Regions from separate parts of the Zea mays genome. Here all the other regions are linked to region 1. Evidence: chromatin contacts called from public Hi-C data. All regions are on one chromosome and are shown on one strand. Each heading gives the region's core, a stretch centred on a gene start, on an enhancer-like site or on the middle of the called end of the contact. The rest is flanking DNA. Distances are from core to core; before and after follow the strand shown.

Evidence for each region. Hi-C and Micro-C count contacts between places; a contact is called where the count stands out from the background.
Region 2: a contact with region 1 is called in a Hi-C map of leaf, with 3 times the contacts expected there. The contact joins the promoter of LOC100383089 here to the promoter of LOC100191909 in region 1. A contact is called at or near these places in 8 of 25 Hi-C or Micro-C datasets (bundle sheath, ear, endosperm and 3 more).
Region 3: a Hi-C map of endosperm shows a contact between it and region 1, with 2.4 times the contacts expected there. The contact joins the promoter of LOC103634188 here to the promoter of LOC100191909 in region 1. A contact is called at or near these places in 10 of 25 Hi-C or Micro-C datasets (bundle sheath, ear, endosperm and 5 more) and 1 of 3 datasets of contacts at active chromatin or transcription factors (leaf).

Annotation. Positions count from the first base shown.
Region 1 is chr7:135,559,115-135,563,703 of Zm-B73-REFERENCE-NAM-5.0, reverse strand. LOC100191909 reads right to left here and starts at 1,799. Exons shown (of 12, transcript NM_001350318.1): 1 at 1,448-1,799; 2 at 1,219-1,329; 3 at 340-627. The coding sequence starts at 1,460.
Region 2 is chr7:135,305,945-135,310,533 of Zm-B73-REFERENCE-NAM-5.0, reverse strand. LOC100383089 reads right to left here and starts at 2,793. Exons shown (of 7, transcript NM_001366809.1): 1 at 2,037-2,793; 2 at 1,616-1,846; 3 at 1,436-1,501; 4 at 1,260-1,328; 5 at 986-1,057; 6 at 715-891; 7 at 1-577. The coding sequence starts at 2,612. The coding sequence ends at 464.
Region 3 is chr7:135,413,437-135,418,025 of Zm-B73-REFERENCE-NAM-5.0, reverse strand. It overlaps LOC103634188 (serine/threonine-protein phosphatase 7 long form homolog), which reads right to left and starts at 2,056. Exons shown (of 9, transcript XM_008655773.2): 1 at 1,863-2,056.

The sequences.
Region 1 (4,589 bases), core at 550-3,049:
TGTACATGCACGGGCCACCCCACTCTCTGTAGAGTAGGGACGTACGAGTAGAGTCTCGCTCTAGCTCTCCATGCACTGTTGAGACTTGAGACAGGCACGCAAACGGCAAACCCCACGTCCCCAGAGCACGAGTAACCCATGCGACAGTGCGACCGCGGCGCCGTGTTTGTGTGGCGTGTGCATTCGCTATGTCGCTATAGACGAAACGGTGTAAGCAACTTAACAGGCCCTATATATCCTTTTCCTATTCTTCGGGGTAGATATTTTGGTACTATTTTTATGTAAATAACCCTTTAAATAACAATTTGAGAAAGAAAAATCTCTACGATGGACAAGTACCTCGCGCGCCCGGATGGAGCGTCGCGGCAGGCTGGCCCCAGAGCACGAACGGCGGCTCCGACTTGACGACGGCCGCCGGCAGCGCGACGGACACGGGCGCGGGGCTGATGCTGAAGGTGCCGACGCCGCCGGGCAGGGGCAGCGCGTGCTGGTTCGCGACGACGACCTGCTGCTGCGGCTGGTGCCTGCTCTCCGCGGCGGAAGCGGGCAGCGGCGACGGCTCCGGCGGCGCTCCCGGCTTCTGATCCAACGGCTGCAGGAAGTCGTGCGTCTTCAAGAGGAAATTACCTGTATATATATACATACGCAGTAACTTTTATTATCGGCGGTAGCCAGTGATAAGAAACTTTCCCTTACAAAACAAAAAATAGCCGTAAGAAGAACGAATGAAAATCAACACGCGATTGTTCGTATAAAAACATTTCCATGCGGCTTAAGCATGAATAAAGCCAGCCAGCCCGTGGGTCGGGTCGGGGCGGGGTGGGTGGGCCCGGACAGATGGGACGGAAGGCCGCCCGTCGACGGCTCCTTGCGTCCGACGCACACGTGATCCGCCGTTGCTTTTGGTTGTCGCTTCTTATCGCCGTCCAGCTTAAATTGCACGAAATTTATAGGGTGCTGTACTTTATTACATACTACTAGTTAAATGAACCCCAATCATCACGCGTCAGTGCGAGGAACATGCTAATTTGATTGGTTAATTAATTAGTCATTTACTACAAGCTGGCTTGCAAGGTTTTCTTCCCCGGTTTGATCCAGGCAGGAAACAAGGAATTGCAACAGGCAGATGTTATATTGCTTGCGCGGAGGTCCAACGAGAGGGAGTAGAATTGGCGTGAGAGGAAGGGAGAATGAAGGCTGCAGTGTGTGCGTGCGGACCTTGAGAAGGAGGCGGCGCCTTGGAGTCGTGTAGCAGGAGAGGAGCGTCCTTGGCGGCGGCGGCGGCGTACAGCGAGAGGAAGTCGTGCTCGTGCGTCGCCGCCTTGTTCCCTGCGCGCGGCGGAGGTTAATTTCCCCTGTGTCCGCCAATGACTCGAACGAAAGCCACGCAGCAGCACACAAGATCGACAGGCCATACATGCCCATGCGCGCGTGCTCCTGTACGTACCTTGGATGCCCATAATCGTAGCACGTCAATCGTAGCGCCCCGCCATCACTGCCTCTGGACCCGCAATTCTCTTGGGCCGGTTGGTACAGTAGCTTCCTGCTGCCTCCGCCGCCGGCCGTCGGCCGCCGACCGAACCGGAACAGGCCGCGCGCGGCGAGCAGAGGGAGTCCGCCGCTCCTGTGGGTCAGGAGACAGTTGTCACGTGACGCAGGTAGAGGTTCTCCACCTTCCTCCCTCTCCGGCTCCGACGACCTTGCCCTGGCTTCGCTTCGTCTTCTCCCTCTCCTCCTCCTCCTCCTCCTCCAGTATACTACTACTACTCACCAGCTATGGCTGCCGGTAGGCGCTCGCGAGACGCTTTATACGCCAAGCAAAGCCCCCCGTCAGTTTCCTTCGCGGCGCCCGCTCAGACAGACGCATATGTACGCAGACCCAGGCGGCGGACCAGCCCCGGCGCGCACGTGCTGGCTTCTGGTTCTGGTTAATCAACCACCGCGCCGTGCCGATGCTCTCTCTCTGCCGAGCTCCGGGGTTAATGAGTCGATTGGATTTCAGATTTGAGGGGAGGGGGTGGGCGGCGACGTGGACTGCGGACTATGGGTCACGTGACGGTTTGGAGAGGTGGGGACTGGGGAGGCACATGACAATGAGGCCGGGAATTGCGGGCATCCCGTGGATGGAGACGGCCACCGGGCCACGCATGTGCTCCAGATTCGGGCCTGGCCACTCCTGCCCCATTCATGGCTGCGAGCCTCCCCTTTCATGGCTCCATCAAAGCTTCAGGCTGTGTGTAGATAAGTTAACAGGAGAAACGATCTGGATCGTGGCGTGCCCCTACCTTTTTTCACAGGAGCGACCGACCGAGATGTGGGCACTGCAACAACAAAAGTTCGTTACTGGCCGTACAACGTTTGCGGTAACGAATATAACTAGAGTCGTCGAGGAGCCACGTCCACGGCAGCTCCTCATCGTGCCTTTTCCTAGTTCGCGGCTCAGCTTTAGTTTTTTTCCCTCTCTCTCGCTGTCGCTGCGGCGCCTCTAGCCGGCTAGCCCGCTGGCCTTTCGCTTTCCATCTTTTCGACCCGTGGTGTCGGTAAAACGGATCCGCTGAAACCGACCGCCGGAAGCATGAGCCTCCTCGCTCGGTGAAAAAAAAAGCGGCTACCAAGCTATCTGCTCCTCCGAACCCCCCACCCTTTCACCGCGCAAAAAATAAAGACCAGCAGCAGGAAGACGATGGGTATGGATCCACCGTACGCAATGCGTCCCCTCCGCCGACCGCTCGCTTCCGGGCGAATTCACCGCACGTGGCACGCCGCGCCGATCGCCCCGGATGCGCGCACGGCGGCACGTAAACTCCACGCCTCGCATCTAGGCCTGCTAATGGCAAAAAGTCCAATCCACTCCCACCCATACCCAAATCTAATTACTTTGATATCCATCCCACACCCAACCAAAAATACTATAAGAAAGTTAAACCCAACCCATCCAATAACAATATTGATCCTGTTGAGCACCAAATTGAGCGCGGAAGGCGTCAACAGATCCCAAACCAACCCGTAATTGGGTGGAAACCCAAGGAAAACCCGTGGGTTTAGCTTATTGTCTCACATCAAGCCAACTGCATACACTGATACACAGTGATAATTTTATAGGTAGTTTTAGTGACATACAAAAACATAGTTGCATACACAGTGACAAATTTGGTCAATGAACATTTAGATCTCGAGAAAATAACAAAAAACATATGTTAAGGATCCTTAATCCATCTATGTTTAAAAGAAAAATAAACAACCTCAAAAGAAAAATAAACAACCTCAAATTTGTATAACTCATCATGATGTACATTTTATATTTTGAACATTTCTTCATATGACAAACTAAAAATAAATTTGTTCATAAAACCTATATCTCTCTCGTAGTTTATGGAACTACGAGAGATATGTATAGAATTTGTGCATATTGTTAGAACTATCATGTGAGATGAACAAATGATCAAACAACCAAAATAAACTTTGTAGATCTTGAAAAGTTATAGAAGTTTGTAGTTGACAACTTTTTCATTTGAAGTCATATTTTCAACGAAAACTATGTCTGAATTTTAAAAATTTAAAATTTGAATTTTGAAAACAACCTCAAAAGAAAAAATCACCAACATGAAAGTTGTAGGTATTGAAGAGTTATTAAACTTTGTAGTTGACAATGTTTTGGTTTGAAATCATCTTGTCATGCAAAACTATGTTTGAATTTTGAAATTTGAATTTTTCAAACTACCTCGGATGAAAAACCACCAAAATAAAAGTTGTAGGTCTTGAAATGTAATGAAATTTTGTAATTGTCAACTTTTTTATTTGAAATCATCTTATCATTGAAAAATTCGTGTGAAGTTTTCAAATTTAAAATTCAAATTTTGTAAACGGCATCGGATGTAGAAACTATTAAAATAGAATTTGTAGATCTCAAAAAGTTATGCAACTTTATAGTTGGTCACATTTTCAAATAAAATGGTACTGATAAAATGGCATAGTATAGTGTGCTGTGTGTGACTAAATAAATCAAAGACTTCTCTAAACCTGAAATAAAATAGTACTGATTAGGGTGGTAGTGTGATTGGTGAATACCCATAGAAACCCATACCTATACAAATACATCTATACCCATGGGTATCAACCATTTTGACCCGCAATATAAAATAAACCCACCCAACCTGTTAATAATTAAAACACATCACAACCCACCAAAACAAAATCATTTCTTAAACCCACCTAAAATACTCATTTACATCGACCCCATTTGCAGGCCTACTCGCCTCGCATCGTGCGGTATCCGATGGAGGAGCGCGCGTGCGGCCGTACGCGTACCCAAGACCACGTCGAAACACGCCACGTTCCACGTACCACAGGAGACGCGTGCGTGCGTGCGTGCGTGCGTGGAGATGTGACCGTGTGTCGCGTGCCTGCGCTCGGTGCCGTGTGGAGGCTCGTGACGGCGAGCCCGGCCGCACGTAAAAGGCGCCGCTGGGCGATGCGTGGTCCACGACTCCACGTACGCTGGGGGCTCCAAGAGAGAGAGAGGTGGATCTGGCGGTGGTTCCGCGGGACGATCAGACTGGCAGGCAGGACGGGGCATGCACATGCGCCGC
Region 2 (4,589 bases), core at 1,544-4,043, 250 kb after region 1:
ATTATGCAAACAAAAACAAAAAAAAAGCATTGGAAACTACTAACAAAACAAGGCTCCTCGCGTTGCATCACATCCTGCAGCAGCTCATTTGGTCGCTGTGCCAAGTGCCAACACGCAGCCCACTGTTACTGCACTGCGCGCCATGCCATGAATGCACGCGACCGCCGAAACAGACAGAATTTCCAGCCATCTATCCAGGCAACGCCACAGGCCAGCGCCACGAGCTTTTCCTCAGTTCCTTCTGAACACGATAAAAAAACCTGACCGATGCAGCAGCACAGGCACAGCCGTGGGTCGACGCGGTTCAAGGCGTCGCGCTGAGCAGGCGCTGCTGCTCCCGGCACCAGCAGGCAGCTATACGCGGCCCCCTGCGCGCCCGCACGTTCGCCGATCAGATACTCCTCAGATGGAAGAAGCCCTTTTTTTGCATCTTTTACTAGTATGTGCAGCTGGGCATGTTCAGTCACATTTGAAACCCGTCCTGCGACGGCCCGATGCTCAGGTCCTGGGACGACGGGTACGCCATCTGCTGCTGCGCGACGTCACTGAATGCCCCATTCAATGCGTGGGGCGGCATCTGCTCCACAGATATCCAAAAGCTTTGCATCAGTATCGTCGTAAATTTTGATGCACACCAGTATGTTCGTATGAAGATGTTAAGAAAACTGCGCTAGGACCTGTTGAATCATACGTATACACTGAATAGATGCTGACCTGAGACCCGTCCTTTGCGCTTAACTGTGCCTGCATGATTCTCCTGAACACGTCCGGATTGGCCATGCCGGCAGCGCCGCCCTGGATCAGGCCTGGCTGCGAGAGCTGCAGCTGTGGGTGCATCATTTCCGGGGAGAATCCAAGGGAAGACGAAGGAACGCCAGGGAAGCGGAGAAGCTGATGGTAAAGAATATATGGCTTTGTTAGATTCTTACATGTATAACAAATGGAGAGAGAGAGAGAGAGAATGGGATTGCAGGAAGCATCATACATCTTTCGATAGAAGCCCTTCTATGTTGAGGTCGAGCCTTGGGTTTACCGTTGCGAGCTTCATTGATAAGAACTGCATGATGCAACAAGATCAATTCAATGTTTTGATGCTTGCCATGATCAGTATGTAATAAGGGATGTACAGAATTCTATTCATGTTCTAGTCTCGGTATCTAGCGATTCTACTTCCTCTCTTCCAAATGAAGACTTGGTTCGTAGCTAAGCCTTGATTGAGACAAAGTTGTGCGTATTTTAACATACAAGTTACTGATTACCTCGACTTGTCTTTGCAGGGACTGGACATAGTTGATGATCTCGTCAAGCATCACCGCCTTCCCAGTGACCTGGATTCCAATGGACAGAGATGTTCATTTGTAATGAAAACCAACATAAAAACACACAAGCAAGTTCTGTTCCCCTTTTCTTTCTTCTGTGTGGAAGATAGACCTACTTTGCTGCAGCCAGGAACGAGGTCCTGCAGCAGCTTCATCCTCTCGCTAATCTTCTCCCTCCTCAACTGCAGAGAAAAAAAGACGCAGCAAGCAGGGTTAAACATTGGGGTGTGAATTCCAGACCGCGATCCACAGCAGACGGTAAACACGGGGATGCCACCCGTTGATCAAATCCGTACCCTTTCTGCTAGGCTGTGGCTGTTGGTTGCCTGTCCGCGCCGAGCTCGGACATGAATGTAGTCTTCCTTCTGGGACTCGGAGGTCTCTCTCGCCCCCTTTCCTTTCGACTTGCCGGGTCCGGTGGTGGTTGTTGCCAGGCTGCTCTCCTCGCCTTTGTCCTTGCTGTGCACGCTCTCGTTCGCTGAGTCGGCGGGCAGGTTCGACGACTGGACCTGATCGCCTCCCATCACCTGATGCATGACAGCATGAGCATGAGCATCCATCCAGTTTATACGGCAGCGGGGAAGTTGCAGACACGAGCAGCAAAGCAAGCAAGGAGAGAGAGAGAGAGAGAGAGAGAGAGAGAGAGAGAGAGAGAGAGAGAGAGAGAGAGAGAGAGAGAGAGAGAGAGAGAGAGAGAGAGAGAGAGAGAGCGGTCACCTCGTTAGGCCTTCTCCTCTTCTTGGAGTCGGACGTCCCCTTGGACGAGCAGTCCCCCGCAGCAGCCGCCTCCGAGCTCAGAACCCCGTCGTGGCCGTTCCGGCCGAGCTCCGGCTCGCCCTTGTCGCTGCCGTCCTTCGTCCTCTGGTGGTCCAGCAGCGCCTCCGAGGATCCACTGAACGCGCTGTTCATGGGTTGATGATCAGCTGCTGCGCCGAAGGCAGCCATCACCCCGCCGCCGCCGCCGCCGCCGAAGCAGGAAGCCCGCGCGGCGCGCTCGATGAAGCCGGAGTCCACGGGGAAATGGGCGAGGCCCTGCGGGAGGAAACCGGGGACCGGCGCCAAGAAGCCGGCCCGCGCGGCCGACCTGCCGCCCGCGTCGGAGAGCGCCATGGCCTGGGAGGTGGACGCCCACAGGCCGGCGGACGCGAAGGCGGAGTCCATCATGGGAACCTGCTGCTGCTGCGGCGGCGCGCACGAGAAGGCGGCGGCGCTGAATTGGGTCTGCCAGTCCACCGGGATGCCGGAGGACGCGTTGCCCTCCATCCCTTTCTCGCCGCTCTCGTTCATGTCCATCGCTTCGCTTGCCTGTAGCACTCACACGAGAGACGCACGCGAGAGGCCGGCGCAGAGTGGCCGGGCGCACCGAAGGTCAATGGGTGGATCAGAGACGAGAAAGGCTAGAGAAGAAGAAGTAGCTCCTCCATTGGCCGGAGAGGTTCATAGGCAGGCAGGCAGGCAATATGATAGCCGGAGCAAGCACGCACGCAAGCGAGAAGCTAGCTCCCGTCACGGCCTAGAGCCTATGGCAGGAAAAGGAAAGATGCCCACAGCCACTGGAGATTGTGATGCTATCTGCTGTTCCGTTCCGGCGAGAGGCATAGGAAGAAGCGCTACGAAAGAGGGTGGGAGGGCATAGACCATACGGGAGGGAGAGTGAGAGAGACAGAGAGAGAGAGGGGCTTGTAGGCAAAGGCTTGTCAGATTTTATAGGGTCTACTAGCACTTGTTCAGTAGCTGTTGTAGTTTCACCAGTAGTGACTAGTGACTAGTGAGTGGTACATGCATGCATGGCGAGCCACCACACCGATTAGTAGCTGCAGGCAGCCGCTTTACTCCTCCTAATCACCACCATCATGGCCGGGCGTTGTTTAAGCTAGCCTCGATGGACCTTATTTTGAAGGGCGTCTCGCCTTCGCTTTATCTTTGTTAACAGCGCTTTAATCATGCTGTTTACCTTTGCTTTTGTTTACTTACTTCCTACGAGTAGCTAGGAGACTCACCCTCTCACACACGCACAGCCAGCGAGCAAGCGTAGAGAGGAAGGGGGCTGGCTCTGGCTCTGGCTGATCGATCAGGTTCTTCTTCACGGCACGGCACGGCACACACAGCACAGCAATACTCCTACTACTGCAATGGGCAATGGGCATTACCGTGCCGGCATCCCTGACAGTGCCAACTCCCACGGGCATTTGTTTATGGTGGGCGCAAGCGCAACCTCTCGCTCGCTTTCCTCGAGGCGCCTGGCTGTAAATTATGCCCCTCGCCTCAGCCTCCCCTGCCCCGAATCATTATTTGACTGCCGGGGTTTTATTTAATTTATAGTCGGCACGGCCAATTATTTACACGCCCTTCATGATCGGCATGATTAGTTTTGTTGAAGAAGAAAAATGGTGGTCAACATTAGCAGGGGTGGGGGTGCCGATCGAGGCATTGCCTCCCTTACTTACCCCCACGGCAAAGCAAGCCTACTTTCTTTCTTTCTTTCACATCTCGTGCATCCTCCGGTCAGTCTTCTATTAGGCCAATCTGGTAACTGGCCATGAAATCAGTTACTTCAGCTTAGAGGCAGAAACAGGGGAGGGTGGGTTTGAGAGAGAAGAAGAGAGAGAGAGAAAAAAATCAAAGGCAGGGTCTTTAGATCGTTGGGCTAGCTTCCGGTTAAGGGCAAGCAAGCTTGGGGCAGCTGATGAAAGAGATGCGGCTTCTGGGTTCATCAGATTCCCCCCCTAATCTCAAATCTTTCTTTGCGGCAAATAAACAAGTTTTTTTATTAAAAAAACTATTCGTTAGCCTCGGGCCACGCACAGGCTCGAATCTAGCTTTAGATTAGTTAAAGCAGGCCTCCTCCCGCCCATGCAATATTTCTATTCACTCCAAACACGCTTTTGCCCCCCTCCCCTGCCCTGCCCCTCCCCGGCCTTAAGCTTAAGCTTTTAAAACTTGGGTGTTTCTCCCGGAACAAAGAAAGAAAGAAAGAAAGAAAAGCATCAGGAAGGAACCTGATAAAAAATCTCCACGGCTCCTCCAATCCAATGCACACCGCCGAGAAGTGGCCTGCAAGTTACTGGGTTATTCCCTGCCCGCTTAAACTTTACCTTTCCTTCAGCACAGCAGCTGCCTGCCTGCCTGCCATTACCGACCCTCGCTAAGCTGCTCCATCCTCCCTAAAGCGGTCACGGAAAGCAGACCGGAACCGAATCTCGGGAGAAATGCTAAACTAAGGACGGCAAAAGGATACGAACACGACCTCAAGGCAAGCTCCGCGGACCA
Region 3 (4,589 bases), core at 807-3,306, 150 kb after region 1:
TCATGTCATTCAGCAACAAAGAGAGCAATGTGCTAACATCTGATTGAGCAATGTATGACTGAGATTTCTAGTCATAAATTATTTGGTAAGGTCTTTTTGCTTACTAATAGAGTCCCAATTTTTGATGTCTTCTATACCAAAAAGGCTTTCATGCATTATATTATATATCTTCGGGTTACTTCGAGTAAAACTTTATGCATGAGAAGAGAGCAAATAATTAACTTATCTGTGTTTTATTGTATTTCAGTTTAATTTCCCAGATGTCCAAGCTATAAAGAGCTTGATATAGTTGTTGTGGCCACTTGGCGATATATATAAATATATGATGTCACACAACACAATCAAATAAAATATAGAGCCAAATAAAATTATTTATGAAGGTTGCGCTATGATGTGGCTTCAGGGGCTTTAACAACCCACCACAATCCACACGAGTACAAGCTCTAGCGTCTGGTGTCAACGCGTGTACAGCATCAGGGCTACGACAACACATCCATCCTTCGTAATAAGCGCAACAGACACAACAGACGCAACAAGCACAATTGTGACTCAATAGTTGCGACACATGCAATGCCTTCAGGGTCCTCGAAAAATGTGACTCGGCGATGGCGGTCCGACTCAACGGGAGCGATCCGATTAAGCGAGAGTGCGACATAGCAATCACATGACGCAGCCAAGTTCGAACGGCACAAATACTGCGTCGTGTTGCCAGGGCGCAGCCAATATTCAGCTAATGCCATAACTCAGCCGATTACCAACGCAAACTGATCAGCGTGTCCGAGTACCCACTATACAATTTAATCGCTCAGCGTGAGTCCAAAAACTCGAAACAACACAAATATTCAGAGCGATTTGAGTATGTGCACTATATCCTTCACGCATTTTAATAATTTCTGCTAATTATCTACTACGAGAAATAAAACAGACAAATAATACTGGAATTTAATGCATAAGCATAAGCAGATCAAGTGCATAAAGGCATTTTTCCTATATCCGAGCATGCGTTTTTCTACTAATTATTTACTGCAGGAAATAATTAACCATAATATAAAACATGCTTTATTTTATTTGTTATTTGTAACAGGAAATAAATAGAATAAATAATATGAAGCATGTATATAAATTAAGGTTATTTGAAAGTTGATTAATTCAACCAGAAATTATGGGAGAAAAAAATAAATAAATCAACTGTGAGTGGTGGGCTGCTATCGCATGCGAGGGAACGCACGTCATGCATGTGTGTGAGCATGGCAAACGAAAAGTCTCTTTTTTATTGGATGAGCAGCACGGCTTATTGAGTGTGGTCAAATCTCTCAGCCCAATGCGCCGCTTAGATCCGTTTCCCTCAGCGGCAGGTAATGCATAGGATTAGCGCTTGGCGAGCTGTGAGCTGTGGCCGGCAAACTGGTTGCGCGCTTATGGCCTGCCGACGCTCGATGCCAAGCTGAGACTTCAGCGGAGGAACCGGATCGGAGGAGACGATGAAGGGTCCGCTCCTCCAAAGCCAGCCTTAGCCACGTCGTTGAGTACGGCCACGCCCTAGCCTAGATCAGGGCTCGACGCGAGGCGCTCCTCTTCTTCCGGGAGATGGTGACCATGGCCATCGGGGCCTCTCTTCCACATGCGCATCTAGGCATGTGGGCTGGCTGGACGTCGCCGTCTGAGTTCAGTCAGACAAGCACGCCGCTTCTCGTCTTCCTCTCTGCGCAGGTTATGGGCGCGCGTAGGGAGGTTTCCCTCTCCCGTCGATGCGGATTCACACGGGGCGCAGCACACACACATGAATGTTCACCTTTTTCTCTCTTATTCTTATCGCACGACTCGCAGGAAGAGAAATCGAAGAAATAACGGAAATCTTGTACCTTATTTCTTGATTCAGCGAACGGAAGCGAAGTCTGTCGCGTAGGACAGTTCGGCAAGGCCGGAGACCTGCCGGCTTGACGAAGAGTTGAGGCAGATCTGATCTCGCAGCAACGTCGAGTAGAGCGTGCTGATAACGTGTTGAGAACTATGTTACTACGGATCACCAGATCCGCTCCCTTCCCTCCCGTCAGCAGTAGAGGCGCAAGAAGATGTAGAGAACTCGTCTCCCTTCTTATAAGCACGACAGAGAAAACACACGAGACACTGGATATAGGGTTGGGCCTCTGGCCTCTTTCTGATCCCCGTAATATGAAGGGGTATACAGGTTCCTTATATAGAGATGTGAGACCCCCTGAGGGGCAAAGCCGGTATTTGCCCACATAACCTAACCAGGGTTACTTAACAAATAAAACCCCAGCAGGCCGCAGTGCAGTGCACTGAGTGCAGTGTGCCAGTATGGCAGTATTATCTGCCGAGTCCAACGGCAGAGCCACAGCTGTCTCTCCCGTCGCTCTTGGATGGACACATCAGTGGGTCCGCCCGTCCGCCGCGACTGCGAGCAAGGCCGCGGGCCGCCTGCCTCTATCAATCTATCACATTGATAGCCACGTCACGCGGGTATCACCTTATCCCGGCGCCAACATGGGCCCCAAAGTGCAAAATGGTCGCGTGGTCCGGCTCGCTACGGCTGCCATTGGGCGTTGAGGCCTGAGGCGGCAGGCGGGTCCCGATTCCGGAACGATTGCGACAGTTTTTTTAAGATAATACTCCCTCCTAATGTACTCCCTCCGGTTTTCTATTAGTTGTCGTTTAGGACAACCACACGGTCTCCAAAATATAACTTTGACCAATGTTTTTTGTTAAAATACAAATAAACTCTTAATACATTTATACTTTTATAAAAGTACTTTTTATGACAAATTGGTGCATATAAATATTAGGTTTCAAAACTAAATAACAAAATAATTATTTATAGTCAAAATTTTATAAGTTTGACTCGAACCTTATCCAAAACGACAACTAATAGGACACCGGAGGGAGTATGTATAAGACGTAATCATCTCTGTTTAAAGACCAAAAAACATATTTAATTGTCTTTATATCACTACATCAATGTATGTATATATAAAAAGAGCACGACTTATATTATAGAACAAGAATAAAAAATGGTTACGACTTATATCCTACGACATAGGGAATATTTATTATGAAAAATATGGATCAATGTTTTTTAATAATTGTAGATAATACATAATACTAGTCGGACGGCTACTGAAATATCGACCGAGGCCAGCCATCTCACGTAGCTGGCTGGGACAACCCAAGTGGATTATCTCGTTCTGAGTCCTATCAGCCATCTCGTCTTGATTGTGCTTACTCTCTTCTTCGTGCTCTCGTCGTCTCGCCTCGCTCGACATGCCAAACAACGGAGCGGGTGGCCTCTCCTCGCCGCTGGCCACTGCCCGCCTGCCCCCCTCTCACATCCGATGTTTTGAATTTAAAAATATCTCCAATTATATCATCAGATTTCCCTCCTCTATATCCCATTCGTCCTTAATAGTGTCTTTTATATCTCATTCTCTACTCATTAAATACACATATCATGGACATATTTCTCTCTATTTTTTGTTTTTAGTACGTATTTTTTCTACTTTCAAATGTTTTATACATATTTTAACTTTGCTTAATTCATTGTCTAAAAGTAAAAAAATAGTGGAGAGAATAGCGAGTCTCTCTCTCTCTATAATGAAGGATCATCCTCTCTCTCTATATCTTTTAAAAAAAACTCTCTAGATGATATTGTTGAAGCTTATAAAAGACAAAATCTTCTGATCTTCTCTAAATACCCTTTAGGGTGTCTTATTAGCCTTAGTCCGAGCATCTTTAATAGTTATGTAAATTTAACTATCTAAATTTTAGATTAATGAGTTGTTAAAATATTTTAAAGAGTAAAAAATGTTTGCGCTTCTACAGTTCTATATTTATTGGTTTATATTCCATCTGTTCTTAAATATATAACACCGTTGACTTTTAAAAAAGTTGACCACTTGTCTTATTCAAAATATTTATTAAAAATGTAAAAATGTAAGTCACGCTAAAAAGTCTTAAGTGATAAAACAAATTATAACAACATAAATGATATTTAATATTTTTTTGAATAAGATGAGTGATCAATTTTTTTTTTAAAAAAAGGTCAGCGGAGGTAGTATCTTTTTTGAAGTTATCCATGTCAACATAAAAAAAGTGGGTCTACTTCCTCTTTTTTTAATTGAACTGGTGTTTGGTGGTACAAATCAGTATCAACAACTTTCCTGACGTCTTGGGAGGTCAGAGATGTCGATTGAAAGACCAAATGGTCCTCGCGACAACCGACTGGCACATGGTGTCCACTAAGGTCCTTGCGACGACGGTGTGGAGGTAGCACAAGAGGTGCTCCGGTGGCGCTTCAGCACAAGAGGTTGCCTGGTGGTGGCGGCATCAAGTTGTGGTTAAGGGGACATTGTGGCGACACGAAATAGTGGGTTGAGTAGGCCTTTTGTGATGAACTTAGATCCAACGTTGATTTTAAGTTCTAACGAGGTTGGTAACTATAGGGATAAAACTAGATTTTGTAGTGAGTTTTTAAATTTAGGAGCCTTATCTAACTAATTGAGAAGAGTTTTTCCTTAAAAAACTTCTTAAATTCATGTTTAGTTTAGGCTTGTATGGGATCCGGGAGCGTCCGC